Regions from separate parts of the Mus musculus genome. Here regions 1 and 3 are each linked to region 2. The links are chromatin contacts, called in public HiChIP or PLAC-seq and promoter capture Hi-C maps. All regions are on one chromosome and are shown on one strand. The core of a region is the stretch at or near the end of the contact, and the rest is flanking DNA. Distances in the headings are between cores, read along the strand shown.

Evidence for each region. Promoter capture Hi-C pulls out the DNA fragments that hold promoters and counts their contacts. HiChIP or PLAC-seq counts read pairs in DNA pulled down with a chosen protein or histone mark.
Region 1: a contact with region 2 is called in an H3K4me3 HiChIP or PLAC-seq map of embryonic stem cells, with 4 times the contacts expected there. The contact joins the promoter of Cnot7 here to the promoter of Pdgfrl in region 2. A contact is called at or near these places in 22 of 39 promoter capture datasets (the 3T3-L1 cell line, 3T3-L1-derived adipocytes, the HPC-7 cell line and 12 more), 1 of 484 Hi-C or Micro-C datasets (embryonic stem cells), 15 of 115 datasets of contacts at active chromatin or transcription factors (the SCID.adh cell line, bone marrow-derived macrophages, cardiomyocytes and 5 more) and 5 of 9 other capture datasets (adipose tissue, embryonic stem cells, liver and 2 more).
Region 3: a promoter capture Hi-C map of liver shows a contact between it and region 2, with 4 times the contacts expected there. The contact joins the enhancer-like site here to the promoter of Pdgfrl in region 2. A contact is called at or near these places in 8 of 39 promoter capture datasets (the 3T3-L1 cell line, 3T3-L1-derived adipocytes, cranial neural crest and 4 more), 1 of 484 Hi-C or Micro-C datasets (olfactory sensory neurons) and 7 of 115 datasets of contacts at active chromatin or transcription factors (bone marrow-derived macrophages, embryonic stem cells, hepatocytes and 1 more).

The regions. Positions count from the first base shown.
Region 1 is chr8:40,510,283-40,513,260 of GRCm38.p6, forward strand. Cnot7 (CCR4-NOT transcription complex, subunit 7) reads right to left here and starts at 1,472. Exons shown (of 7, transcript NM_011135.5): 1 at 1,258-1,472. It overlaps Vps37a (vacuolar protein sorting 37A), which reads left to right and starts at 1,501. Exons shown (of 12, transcript NM_033560.3): 1 at 1,501-1,951. The coding sequence starts at 1,827.
Region 2 is chr8:40,924,882-40,928,100 of GRCm38.p6, forward strand. It overlaps Pdgfrl (platelet-derived growth factor receptor-like), which reads left to right and starts at 1,352. Exons shown (of 6, transcript NM_026840.3): 1 at 1,352-1,544. The coding sequence starts at 1,490.
Region 3 is chr8:40,657,827-40,660,593 of GRCm38.p6, forward strand. No RefSeq gene overlaps it. Among named protein-coding and RNA genes, the nearest start is that of Adam24, 16 kb to the right of the region's middle. Within about 2 kb of position 1,470, at least 8 of the 459 cell types and tissues checked have an H3K27ac peak or open chromatin away from gene starts, as enhancers often do. A contact at or near this core is called in hepatocytes and liver, where this site is marked.

The DNA.
Region 1 (2,978 bases), core at 222-2,721, 410 kb before region 2:
ATAAACCTTATTTATACAAAGTTCATGACTCATAACAAAATCAAGTTTTAGACAGTTCCTTTTCTCAAGGTATACAGCTAATATTTAGAGGATAAAAGCACCACACCGCCGATTTCCCAACTGAATATAAATTTCACTAATTAAGATTTGCTCCGAGTTCAATTCACTCCACACAAAACTTTGAACCATTTCAAGCCAAAAAAAAAAAAAAAAATCAACAAAATCAAACGTTTCATAACAGAATGCTTGCTTTTATTCTTCTAACAAAACATTTAAAAATCTTACTCATTCAAAGCAGAGCAGAGGAAACATTTTTCTTAAAAATGTTTTGAAAAGCCATTAGGCAATCTCAGAAACAAATATAGCGGGAGGGAGAAAGAAAGAAAGAAAGAAAGAAAGCAAGCAAGCAGGTAGGCAGGCAGGCAATGAAATGTGTACATTTAAAAATTTCTAATTTCAAAAACTGGCAACCCAAGAGAGACCTCACGTCTCTGCCATCCACACAAGGTTCACGGTATACAATGGTAAGATAATTAATCAGACGGACAGGGACCAAACACACAATAACCCCCGACAAAACCAGCGAGTTAAAAGAGGGTGGCCTGGTGTCCCAAACTCCTAAATGTACGCTGGAGAAAACAAAAGGTGATGCAGGGCACGCCTTCTTTCTTCCTCCCCTCCGTCCTCACACCGGTCCCTACACGCGCTCTACCGACACACTGTACTTTAACCCTGCTTTCCTCCACCCGCTCTTCTCTACTGCGGTCTCAGGGGTCCCTCCAAGGGGCAGCCAAGGCCTTCTCATCCCTGAGGTCGCGCGTCCTCCGTGGGCGAGCAACGTGGAGAGAGCACGGCCGCCTTCATGTCAAGGATAAGTCGCTCGGCTGGCCGCCGGCCAGGAGCAGGGTGCCTATTCGCATGGCCTAGAGCCAGACCGACTACCCCCAAAAACCACTGCCGAGGACGAAAGCCACCGGGGCCCCAAGTAGGCCACCGCCCTCCACTCGCAATTTCCTTCCCACAACGAAGTCCCAGGTACAAAGCGGTGGCGTCATCACTGCGCGCCGCGCCCCTGACAGCCCCCACCCGCCCCCCGCCCGTTAGCACCGCCGTCCCCCCGGGCTCCCCGCCTCCGCCAGTTCCGTCCCACACAGCCACGCTTAGGCGGGCGCCATCGCGCGCGCCAATCTCGGGCTCCCCACTCCCAGCCCCTTTTCCCAAGGCGCCCCAGCACGCCCGGGCCCCCGCCGGATCTACTTGGGTCTCTGAGCTCGCGCTCCTCCTCCTCCTCCTCGCCATAGAGCTAGCACCCGGCGGCGGCGGTGGCGGTGGCGGTACCGGCGGCGGCGGCGGGAGCCCCATAGACGCCTCTCGCCCTGCGAAAGGGGGAAAGGGGAGCTGGAGCGGCGCTCGGCCCAGCGCGGCGACGTCGCTCCTCGCACGTCCCGCCGAGGGCGCGGCCTGATGACGCCGGGCGCCGGGTGGGCGGGGCCCTCCCTCAGGAGGCGGGGCGGGCAGGTGACGAACGCCCCGGCGTTGGAGCAGCTGAGCCGGCAAGGCGACCAGGCCTAGCTAACTGACCCCGGGGTGGTGGTGGCCCGGAGCACACCGGGGTTCCGTCCAGCCGACGAGTCGCCCTTCTCCAGCCGCCCGCAGTGGTAGCTCGGACCCCCGGGGCCAGGGACTCACGAGCGCGGCGTGTGGGAGACGGCGCGGCCCCTGGGCACCCCGTCCGGGCCGTGCTCGATCGCCCGGGAAGCACTGGGCTAAGCGAGGAGCAGCAGGCCAGAACCTTGTAGGGCCTCGGGCCCGGGGACCCGAGGAGGATGAGCTGGCTCTTTCCCCTGGCGAAGAGCGCGTCATCCTCCGCGGCTGGGTCCCCTGCCGGCCTCACCAGTCTCCAGCAGCAGAAGCAGCGGCTGATCGAGTCACTCCGGAACTCCCATTCCAGGTGACGACTGGTGGCTTCGGCCCAGGGTAAAGTAGGACGGGAGGGCGGGCTGCTTGCAAACACACCGTGTGCGAATCCGTAGGCCGCTCCATCAGCTGCCTCCTGTTGATGGGTCTTCCAGTGGGGTTAAGCGCTTGCTTCCCTAGTTTGTGTCCCTGGTGCCCCACCGCTGTTCAGCTCCTCTCTTGACTTGGCTCATCTCCACTGACAAACGGAGTCATCTCTCTTTAATCTGTATACAGCACCCCTAGCTCACACGCTAATTTTCCTTTTGATCTACCTGATTGTAGCATTGCCTTCGAATTGTTAACATGCTAAGAGACAGTTGGAAAGATAATTCCCAACAGTTTTATGAACTGAAAATTTAAACTGTTGCAACGTCAAAGAAAAGGGAAGCCAGTGTTTTTAGTTAACTCTGTCCTGGTGACAATCCTTTTGAGTCTGTAATTAAAGCTCACCCTGTTCCAATAACCTCTTTCTGTCTTGTAATTGTTAGAGTCTTTAGACTTCTCACTTTCTTCTATTTGGCTCCACACTTAGGACTTGCCAGACAACCATCTGCATTATCTGTTGTCTTTTGAGTTTGCTTGTTGTATTGTAGTCAAACTAGAAATACAGGAAATCAGATTATTTCGACTTTTTTTCTTAAATATAAAATTGTTTGCTGCAGTCTTTTTTTTAAATTAGATATGTCCGTGGCTGCTACAGGCTTTCAAATATTAGAGCTGCTTTGCGATATATGGATTTTACAATTAACTAACAGCTTCACAGCACATTTTATAAAGCATATTAGAGATCAACATGATTAAACTCTAGACTTTCAAAAACCTTGTCACATTATACACATTATAATATGTTATACAATATAATTATGTATGTATACATACCTACTCACACATCCATGAGATAATAACATCAAGTTATTGAACACACCATCAAGGGCTATTTTTGTGTTACACATCTATTTTCTTCCCAAGCAAGTAAGCTATAACCTAAAAAAACATTGTCTAAAGAAAAATTCACTACA
Region 2 (3,219 bases), core at 102-2,601:
TTACCCTATGTTACCTTTGATGACTGACTTGGGGAATAGCAAAGATTTTGACATTGCTTCTAAGAACCCCTCAGAGTACGCTGGCAGAAATATGCGCCCAATGGAGTAGAAGCGGCATTAGCAGTAGTTATTTTAAGTAGACATCTTAGTGTTTTCTATGACTAAGATTCTCATTGCTCCTGTTTTGACAAGCACGGGGGCACCCACCTTTAGTTCCAGTACTTGCAGGGTGCAGAGGCAGGTGGATCTCTGTGAGTTAGAGGCCTCTCTATGGTGTGTTCAAGGACAGCAAGGGCAAAGTAGAGAGACCTCAAACAAATAAGAAATGTCTGACTTTAAAAAAATAATAATTTTGTAATCCGTCTTGATTCTATTTAGATGGAAGATTATTTTGAGAAGTTAAATGTCTTTATTTAGGGAACAAGCAAGGAATGCCCAATATTTAGTTTTTTTTTTAAGTTTATTTTTCTAAGCAAATTCTTAATAGTGTGCACTAGTTTGAAGGGATTTTTTTTTAACTAAGTAAGACCAAAAGGAGCAATGAGAATCTTAGTCATAGAAAACACTAAGATGTATAATTAAAATACTATTTAGAAAACAATCCATGGGCAAAAAAATAAAAACCATATAAGAGAAGGACTAACATTTCACTCTGACTTTTGATGGCCCAGGACTGCTAATAATGCTCTTCTCCTCCATTGGGCGCATATTTCCTCCCAGCGTACTCGGAGGGGTTCTTAAAAGGCCTTTCTAGACTTAGGTCCACACTGACAGCCCGCTCTACCGCAACCGGAAGTCCAGTTCTTTCCCCATACTGTTCCCGCTATCTGCTTATCCTCCCGTCTCCTCTCTTCTCTCTGGTTCTCCATTTGTTAAGCTCATACAAGCAGTTGCTGTGAGCCCCTCTGACTGCAGACAGGCAGCCCCGTCCCTCCCCACTATGACAGCTCCTTCACCTGCATAAGATGCGCAGGTTCATCAGGTCCAGGACTAGATGCGCTCTTACCCTGTCTCTGACCAGGCCTAAAAGGAGCAGCCACAACCAACAATATTTTTTAATGCGATAGCAAACCCATTTTTTTTTTTTTTTTTTTTTTTAGTGCAAGTAAGAGAACACCTGGGGACCAAGAGAAACTTAAGACGCACTTTTTTGCTAAGAAGCAAGACCCTACCAGAGAAGGTGGACTGATTCCTGATTCCATCATCTAGGTCACCTTAGGCCTTCCTAGTCATTTGTCTTCCCAGTGCTTGGTAATAGCTCTATCCGTCACCACTCCACCAGGGGGCAGAAGAGATCACATTACACAGGGGAAAAAAATTTTTTTTAATCTTCTTTTTTTTCCCCCAAATTGTGTTTCCCCCAGTGAAACCGAATCCTCCAGCTGTGGTGTCCCAGGCGCCGCCTCCCCTCTGCGCCCCTGCCCTGCCCTGGACAGCCTGTCGCGCCGTCTGCAGTCCTGAACTATTCTGCAGGTCACCAGCCCTGAAGATGAAGTTTTGGCTGCTGCTCGGACTTCTGTTGCTACACGAAGCGCTGGAAGATGGTGAGTGACTCTGGCTTCTGACCGCCTTCGCCCAGTCCGAGATTCTCTCAGCAACTCCTCTAACTTTTGGCCATAGGGATCGTCCCCAGCGCTGGTCACCTTCCGGTGTACCTGGCTCGTCCTAGAAGGGTCCCCTTTCTTCTTTTCCTTTCCCCCATCGCCCTGAAGAACTCCTGTGAAGGCGGCGGTTGCACTGACCGAAAGAGCCTATCAGGACTTCTCTAGCCTTATCAGAAAGCCACAGGCGATCGAACCGATCTACCCCATCTTCCCCAGACGGAGCCTGGTCCAGCCCCCTGTGTCAACGTGTCGGTCTGATGGCGCGCCCGCAGTGGCTCGCTTCCACCTTTATACGACCGATCCTCGCCCTGGACTATTGTAGCCGGTGCCACCTAAGCAAAGAGATTCTTGTGGAAAATTCCCTGTGTGTCTTCCTTCCCCATTACAGTCTTGTTTTGTTTGCTTGTTGTTGTTGTTGTCGTTGCTGTTGTTGTATACCAATCTGAACTAAAATCCTGCTAGATTTGCCTAGGTCTTTTAACAACAACAACAACAAAATGCTGCACTAAACCAATTTAAAAAAAAAAAAAAAAAAACTAGACCGCAGTTATATTTTCCGTATAAATAAGAGGATGGATGGAAACAAAGCCTACTTTTTTTTTTTGTAGCACATAGGAGGGCCTTGCATCATTTAATTTTTTAAATTGCATTTAGTGTGTGTGTGTGTGTGTGTGTGTGTGTGTGTGTGTGTGTGTGTGTGTGTGTGTGTGTGTGTGTTTGGGAGTGTGTATGCTACAGCAGACTTATGAAAATCAAAAGGCACCGTGCAGGGGTGAGCTTCCTCCTTGCGCTATGGTAATGAAAAGGAGCCACTTCACCAACCACTACATCACTTTAAAAAATGTTTATTTGAGATGTGTACCTGCCCTAGGTCCATCCTGTATTGTAGACAGATAACCGTAGGATTAGGCTTTATTACGTGTGTGTGTGTGTTTGTGTGTGTGGTTTTTATACACTATACATTTTTTTAAGTACATATCACTGCTAATTATTTTAATTTAATTAATTATTTTATTTCCTGCATCATTTATTTAATCGTTGCTGTTTGCATAGTACATCTGGCGACCGATCTCAAGGCTTCCTTAAAATTCCTCAGTTACTGCCACAAATGTGCTCCTTAGATTTGGTTGAAAAGTGTCTTGCTGTTATGCAATCCCATGCTGGAGCCGGCTCAACCTGGCTTGGGACTGATCCACTCATCAATCCCGACCCTTCCATCCGGGTTTCCATTCTCTAAAGCTACAGTCCTCTGCCTCGAGTATGCAGACGTTCAAGGTGGTGGTGGCTCATGACACTGTGCACGAGGCTCCTTAAGGACAGACTCTGACTGAGTAAATAAAAAAGTGTAAGCAGAGCCTCTGGGGGAGGGGAACAGCAGTTCCCCTTTGCCCTGAGCTCAGTCTGCACAACACGGTATTAAATCGTTCCTGGCAGGTCCTTGTCTCTGACTGCTAAAATGGTGGGGATGCAGTATTTGGAGTCATTTTTGAATAGAGCAGAAGACGGCCAGACAAAACAACTTCAAACAGTCCATTGGAGTTGGAGTTGGAGGGACTCAAGTTGGAGCCGGTTGGAAAGGCTTGAGATTGACTTCAGCCAACATAGGTCGGAGTTT
Region 3 (2,767 bases), core at 220-2,719, 270 kb before region 2:
CTAAGGAAATTGACAAAAAGATCTTAATAACTACTTGAAGGCTATGGAAAGAATTATTTGAGAATACTAAAGGCTGGCCTGGAGAGATAACTTAGCAGTTAAGAGCACTAGCTGCTCTTCCAAAGGACCTGGTTTCAATTCTCAGCACCCACTTGGGAGTCTGTCCCACAGATGTCCAAGAATCTGACACTCTCTTCTGGCCTTTGTGGGTAGTAGGCACATACATGATGCACAGACATACATGCAGGCAAAACACTCATACATATAAAATAGTACAGTAATAATAATACAAAAAGCATGCTTTTTCATGGCACATCTGAGACATTCCGACCCATGCTATTTCATATGTATGTTGAAGCCTAGACATGCCAGGAGAAGACACACACACACACACACACACACACACATACACACGTATATATATGCATATACATATCTATGAATATATATCTCTTTGGATTAGCAGAAAGTAACTGAAAAATCTCAGATCTTTTTGTTTTTATGTTTAACTGTGTATATATTCACTTAACTACATTATCCATGGAGGACAGAAGATGGTCTTAGATTCCCTGGTGCCAGAGTGATAGGGGGTTGTGAGTTGCTCAACATAGGTGCTAGGAACTAAACTTGGGTCTTCCCCAAGAGCAGCATGTGCTCTTAACCACTGAGTCATCTCTACAGTCTGTGGAGACCCTTTTCTGCGACCTCATCTGATCAGTTTGGTGCGTTCCAGGCATTTGTGAGTCTATTACAAACTTTGAGTCCTATCTGAGCCAGAACACATGACACATGGATGCACCATTATATTATTCTCTCCATCCTCCAAGATTTGAGATGCCCTAACACTTAAGATGCAAAACAAAACAAAAACAATCCTACCACCCACACTGGGAAAATGCTCTAAAACATTCTCATTGATCCCCACCTTTCTCTGTAAACCAACCAGGGTAACTTCCCAAAGCTTTCTTTCGCCTCCTGTATGTTAGTTTATAAAGACAATGTTAGAGCCCTGGATTCACTTTCTCTTCAAGATGCAGCCCAAGGCATAACATGAGTACCAAGAGCCGGGTTCCCTCTCCAGATTGCCTGGGTTCACAGCTTCCTAGTGCTCCTTTTCCTTAACCCAAAGGGTTGCAATGCCAGGCAACACTGCAATGTTTCCCGTGGCGTCTGGGTTAGAAGGGGGCACCCCCTTAGGCTGTGATTAAGAGGTAAGCTTTCTTTTCATGATGAGTTTTCTGGGTAAGCAGAAATACCAAGTGAGGCAAGACACATGGGATGCAAACTGTGCTATGAAGCAGGATGGCACCTGACAAACTGTGTAAGTCAATCCCCTTTCTCTGACGATGGTGACACACTGCAGCCTAAATGTCCTCTCCCTCCACGGAATTCCCCCTACACTGACGTTACTACCGTTGAGGGAGCTGATCACCTTTACTGTGTGTATAACCTTGCCTGTTGACGGTCAGGTGACTCTGTTCCAAGTGAACAGTCACTTTAGAGTTTGTTTTCCTTCATTGATCTCCACAGCCAAGGCCAACTGAAAGTGCGTCAAGTGACAAAGCTTTTCGGGATACCTGTGTCACAAGTTGTTTGACACTTTAAGTCAACAGTGATTATTCAATTCCAATTGAGATGTGTGGAAAGCCAGCATGGCTAACCACCTAGTTTTCTGGGGGAAGATTCTAGTGGAAAGGACATTGCTTTTACAAGATAAAACTTTTATTTTGTGTTATGGAAGATTGTACATCTTGTCGGTAACATTCAATGGTGTGCAGCCTTTTCTTGTCATAATAATTATTTTCTAATTATTAGGAGCTAATAACAATCCTCTGATCTTATCCAATGATAACACGATTATTTTTCTAGGTTCATTGGTGGTTTTTCTCTCTTCACCAGAGAACCCCCAAACTATGGTTCTTTTGCACCTTGAAAACTATTTTAAATTATTGAAGAAACTCCCACTGTGCTATTTTGACTTTTATTATAAGAATAAAAATCTAATCCCTTTAGCGAGTGAAATGTTCTACGGGAGAGGTGGATCCATAAGCGGAGACATCAATCAGCCAGTCCTATGAAGAAGGAATCAAAAAAAAAAAGAACAGAAAGTCATCCCTTGATGTTTGTTGTAGTGGATGGACTTAAAAACCTGTCTCGCCATTCCCTGTTCGAGGAAGCAAAAATCAAGGCGGGAAGGGGAGGGTAACAGGGGTGGATAGTGAGGAGGTTGGGGGGTGAAGGGCTGGAGGGATTTCAGATATAAACTCAAAGAAGAATCCTAACATTAAGGATTCTCACAAGAAAGTCGAAAGAAAATAGAGTTTAATCCCAATGGAAGAATCTGAAGTTTGGTAAGTTTTGTAATGTATCTCAATTTTGCTACTTTTTCCTCTGTCTCTTTCCTGCAGGTTCTCAGAGTCTACCTTGTGAAATGTTTTAGGCTAAGAAGAGTCCAGCAACAGCTAACTGAGAGACCTGAATAAAAGGGTAAATTAAAAAAAAGAAAGAGAAAAAGAAAAAGATGAAAACAAGTCTGCTCTGCAAAGTCCGAACCTCCGCATCCCGCGTGGCTCTTCATCAGCATCGGAGATCAAGAGTGTGTTTGTTTGCTCCACAGAAAGAAGCCAGTATGCCCTGAGGGCACTCCAGGTGGATAGTGGCCAACCTGTGATGAGATAGAGGCTACAAAGAATCAATACCTGGAAATCTGTGTAGTACGTAGAGGACAAAACATTCCTGTGGGTTTAGAGACCTTAAAGACTTTTAC